2 separate regions of the Rattus norvegicus genome follow, and region 2 is linked to region 1. The links are chromatin contacts, called in public Hi-C maps. All regions are on one chromosome and are shown on one strand. Each heading gives the region's core, a stretch centred on a gene start, on an enhancer-like site or on the middle of the called end of the contact. The rest is flanking DNA. Distances are from core to core; before and after follow the strand shown.

Evidence for each region. Hi-C and Micro-C count contacts between places; a contact is called where the count stands out from the background.
Region 2: a contact with region 1 is called in a Hi-C map of Schwann cells, with 1.8 times the contacts expected there. The contact joins the promoter of Lekr1 here to the enhancer-like site in region 1. A contact is called at or near these places in 2 of 12 Hi-C or Micro-C datasets (the A7r5 cell line and Schwann cells).

What each region holds. Positions count from the first base shown.
Region 1 is chr2:152,116,275-152,118,974 of GRCr8, reverse strand. No RefSeq gene overlaps it. Among named protein-coding and RNA genes, the nearest start is that of Tiparp, 54 kb to the right of the region's middle. Within about 2 kb of position 1,389, at least 11 of the 93 cell types and tissues checked have an H3K27ac peak or open chromatin away from gene starts, as enhancers often do. A contact at or near this core is called in the A7r5 cell line and Schwann cells, where this site is marked.
Region 2 is chr2:152,199,800-152,202,499 of GRCr8, reverse strand. Lekr1 (leucine, glutamate and lysine rich 1) reads right to left here and starts at 1,318. Exons shown (of 13, transcript NM_001115029.2): 1 at 895-1,318.

The sequences.
Region 1 (2,700 bases), core at 140-2,639:
CCCAATGATTTCTGTAGGCTCCCGTACAAGACAGGATTCTGTGTCAGAACACAGCCTGGCTCTGTACTGCAGTCAGTGCCACTTCTGACTCGGTGCTTTCGAAGCTCACCATTGCCAGCAGGCCCTTCAGAAGTCTTCAGGCCCTGAGAGCTTGTGAGGCCTCAGGACGGAGGGGAGGGCACGGGAAATGGCTTTCCCAGGTGTGTGCTGCTTCACAGACATCTTCCCAAAACCAGGAATCCACAACTACCCACGCCGTCCCCCTGTCCAGCACGTTAGGTAATCTAACAAGGTTCCAGGCTGGCACGCACTAGTTACGTGATCTGATTCTATTTATAATACTTAAAATGCTATCGACGAAATCATCTCCACTCAGCTTTTTTTTTCCTTGAGTTGATATTTTTTTTCTTTTTGACACTACTAATAAGAAAAGTTCTGAGGGGGCATGGAGACCCTCTCAAGCTGTCTTCCTCCAAGAGAGCAACTCTGGGCTGTCTTCCTGAGCCAGTCTCCTCTTTCAGAAAAGAACAAGCTCTATGACCTTGAACCAGAACATATGCCTTTATGGCTGGGATTTTCTTTGCTCTTGCTAAATGGAGAAAAATAAAGGTAGTTCGCTTGAATCCCCACGGTGGGAAAAATGCATTCAGCACTTGGATCTTGCTGGGCTCCTCCATGCCATAGACACTGCCCCTTGACTCCCTGTTGTACTGTGGAATTCCCCCTGGCACTACCCGAAGGGTTAAGAAAAACAAAAGCGCGGGGGGGGGGGGGGGGTGCGGATCCCGTCCTCTATTAGCGACAAAGCTTGGGGCTGACTCAAAGTAGAGGAAAGGCTGGTGCGCTGCCTAGTCTGTGTTTACTGAACTGCTCTCTCAGACACTCCCGGAGCAAGACACACATCCCCCTTCATCCACCTGAACTCGCTCTGAGAAATGATGCCTTCTGCTTTGCTACATGGTTTTGAGGAAGAAACAAACACTTTTAAAAAGAAGTTAAAACCTGAATGTGGTGGAGGAGGCCACTCAGATCAGAGAAATGGTTCTAAGTTCTAACCCTCTGCACTTCCCCCACCCCCAACCCCCTTCCCCCCAAATTCTGAACTTAAGATGTTCTTTCCTTCGGAGTCTGTTTTCGTTTTGTTTTGTTCAGTTCTGTTTTTAACAGAAAAACAACTGCATTATAGCTTCCCACCCTCACTTCTGTGGCGGAAGGCGTGGTCATAGCTCCTGGCCTCTTGGCCTCTGAATCTTCAGAGTGAATTTAACTGAGTCTGCTCTCCGGTCCACCGTGCACCGGGATAGGTAAGAGTCAAGAAACTAGACACAGTGGAGTCCACATTTCCCAGGCCTCCAAGCTGTTCGGATCCGAGTGCCACCCCTGGCTCTGCGTGCTTTGGAGCCTTGGTGTGGAGGAATGTGAAGTATTCTGGATACCCAGCCCTGCCCACGCTCAGCCTCTCTGCATCTTTTCACTTTCGCACGGAGTTTTTGATCACTATGTTCACTTTCATTATCATGTTGGAACACCCTTTCCTCCTCAGCACAATGTGGAATGTCTAAGCTGTACCTGAAGGAGAAATAGACCCATACTTAGAGGTAACCTCTGTTCTATCTATGCCGCCACGTGGTCATAAACATGGAAGGGTCCTGTCCCTCCTCTAGACCTCTAGGATGGCTAAATTTTCAGTGATTCACAATTTTGGATTCCTCCGTGTACTGGTGGTTTTGAGACAGCAGTGTATCCCATCCAAGATAGAGAGGCTTTTGTGAACCGCTGGAGCTGATGGCTTCTGGGTCCTTTTCAATCCTAACATTTGTTTTCTCTTTCCCTAAATGTACTTCCTCCTCTGCTCTCAGTAGCTTACCTTTAAACTGCTGAAGCCTCTGTGCCTTCTAGGTGGTCCCATGACTTCAGACCACTCTCCTCTCAAGGCCGAACAAAGTCTGGACGTTCCACACTGTAGAAGAGCTAGGCTGTGTGGTGATTCTAACAATGTCGTCTTTATTTAAAGGGGTGCAGTGGAGGGTCAGAAATCAGGCAGCCAATATCACATAACCACAGGTTGGGTCGGAGGTCATCTGTAGGCAGGCAGAGCGCAACATTCCCTGAGTGCCGTGTCCTACTAGACACACAAAGAGGTTTCTGCTGCCGGGAAAGAGCATTGCTGCCGAAGAGGTGGGGGATAAGACACGTCTAAGAGCGTTCTCGTGACCCACCGACACCCACACCATGAGTACTGAGAACCGATTTAGTTTCCTTCCTACTCCTATGACCACCGTTGACAAGCTCCCACCTTCGCGATGGGCTCCAGTGTTGGAGAATGTCAAGCACTCGGGGAATACAAATATTTACTTGTGTGGAAATATTTTATTGGTGCTGCCCATGAGCAAAGGCCAAAAAATGTGTTTTTTCTACATCCCATGATCTTGTTCTAATTCATACAGTGTAGATTTTTAAGAAAAAAGAGAAAAACAGAAGCAGTGCACACACACACACACACACACACACACACACACACACACACACACGAGGTGGGATGGGGGAACTGGCTGTGTGGTTGTAGAAAAAGAAGACAAATGTGAGTTGTTTGAGGGAAAACAACGTTCAAATGTAGGAGATGCTGAGCGCTCAGCAGGTGTAAATGAACATGAAGCACGACTTTAAAAAGACCCCTCCAATTTAGAAAGTAAACGTCAA
Region 2 (2,700 bases), core at 69-2,568, 84 kb before region 1:
ACCAGAAGGCTTGTTCCCTTCAGTTAAGCCATCATTAGTAAATGGAAACGATAGTATCGTCGGCTCCACAGAACCATTTTCCCCTTAAATAACCAACCATATGTCCTCTTAAAGTACCATCTACAAAAGTATTAGCAAGCATGGACCTAAATAACGTATAAATTCAAGGTACCAGTGGGATATTTATTATTTAATGCCTTTCACTGTGACTACTCTAATGTATTACTATATCATCAGAAGGCTTCTGGTTATGAAAGAAAAATTAAAAATGGCACCCTGGTAAATTAGAAGGATCTCCAAGACACAGGGGTGGAGAAGAAACTGATTTTAATGCACATGGCAGAAGACATGGTGACAAAATTAGGGATCTCATTTTTTTCATGCAGCCAAGATAGAGTCGTTGGATTCATCCCAAGAACATTTGTAACTTGTCCCTGTATAAAGAAGTCTTTAACATTATTTTATTGTAAACCCATGTAAACTGTGAGTACGAACTGTAGTAACTCGCTGCTTTTCTGATAAGCAATGCATGATGGTTACAAGAGGTAGGCACCTTAAATTCCCGAGGTGACTGACTACAAGGGCACTACTTTCTTTAACGTTTATTTTTGTTATGCCTGTATTTTAAAGAAATGGCTTCTAAGTCTTTTAGAATTGGGTCTTTACAAAGATGTGACTACCCATGAAAAGAACTGTGGAATTCGCAGATAATTCTGCTTTTCAAGAACTGTGGGGCTGTTTGCTCTTTAGCAGGAGAAAACTTGTGATTTTTAATTTGCCCATTCATTACTTTACTAAACAAGTTCCTTTCGGTCCTTCCCAGTATATATGTGGAAACTGTCCTTGGCAAAAGTACAGTAGTACGTGGCCGCTGCTGCGTGCAAGTTTACGAACCTTCTCTGTGACACTGGTCACGAGATAGACGTGTGTGTTCTTAAATGCCGAAACGTCCTTGGTGGTTCATTTCCGACTCTTACACCGGTGTCACGCCCGGTCATTAACTCCGGTTCTGCTTCCAGGCCCTTCCTCTAGTACCATTCCCGGGCCGTGATTCACAAGAGGGCAGGTCAGGGGCAGGAGAGCGGGAGGTCACGCCCCGCGACTGCAGGAAACTAACTGCCCGACTCGACCGCGCCGGCCCAGGCCTCGCCCGAGGCACCGAGAGGCCGCCCTGCCTTCCTCCTCCCCGCCCCCGCTGCCCCGCCGTCCCGCGCGGCTGGCCTTAGCCCCGGAACAAAGTCCCTGCCGGCCTGGTCCTCTGAGAACTGAGAAAGGCCATGACCCTCACCTAGCCCGGGACTCCGCTGGGTGTAAAACGGCTTCCCCGGTCTCCCGGGCGACCGCACTGCACGTTGTCCTGACGTCAGAGCGCAGTGACGTCACTGCCCACGCCGTCGCCGACGCGGAAGCAGAGCTCCTTTGCATCACTTGTCCCAAAAGCGAGCTAGACGGAAGCTGGCGAAGGCGGCGGGGGTCGGAGGAGAGGGCGGATTTACGCGCGGTTCTGTGACGGACCGGGTTGAGGTCTGGAACCCGTGGGGACGACAGGCAGCGGAAGTGGGGGGCAGTGTGGTCTACTGCAGGGGCAATCATTGCTCTCAAGAGGAGGAAAAAGATGCTTTTAAATGGAATGACAGCACATCCTCAGCCATTGCCGCGAGGGCAGATTGACTGGGGAAGGCTTGCGTAGAATTTCATTCTATTCCGAAAGTCAAGATGAAAGGTTTAGCTCATGAACTGTTAATGAGACGTGCTATTGAACACTCAAATTGTGGAAGGCCTCAGGTTTTTACGCACTGACGACTTACCTTTATTCATACTTTATTCATAAAACAAATATTGATGACCTACTACGAGACAAGCAAGCAGGATGAGATGATGCTTGGTGACTAACACAGGCCACTAGTATGATTAGTGTCTTCTTCGTAGTCTGCTCCTTTTTCAGGATTATCTGCGGTCTAAAGTGCTGATACTCCAGGAACTAAAGAAAACAGTTTCTTTGCAGAAAAGACAGTAATTACTGTTAAAGAATAATTTGCATGAATAGAAAGAAAAGACACTGAAGAGAGGAGGGTGAAAAAGTGGTTCAAAATAGTGCCAGAACTATTGAAGCTGCTGGTTGATACCTAGTTTGAAAATAGCCACATGAAAATAGTGAATACTTCCCTAAGTCATGAAAGGTATAGTTAATACAGAAACAACAGTTACTTACTATTGTGTAACTATTATTATGTGCCATATTGAATACATACCAGTGTGCTAGAAACAGAAGGCTTCCGACAGCATCACCACAAACACTTGAGTTATGCATTGCACAAAATGTTACCATAACTTTAACATCACTGGATATTAGAAATTGTATAGCCAGTGTACTGGTCTGTTATTAACCAAAAATACTGTTATAGAGCACATAACTACAGTTTTGGCGATAATATTCCTTACTGAGCATTTATATCTAAAAGGGAAGGCACCCGTCTGAAAGTGGGGTAAAATACCGTGGAAACGCTGTAATTCACTTTCATCTATGCCTACTCATTACACATCACCCTGAGTCCATTTTCCTTGCCACTATAACTGCCCCTCAAACCTAAATCTCATTGCTGATTAGCCACAAGCCAGACTTTCTGTAGGGGTGCCCCATGTGAATTTGTGCCTAGTCCGATTGCATCTTGTTATGCCGTGTTTAGTGAATATTACTAG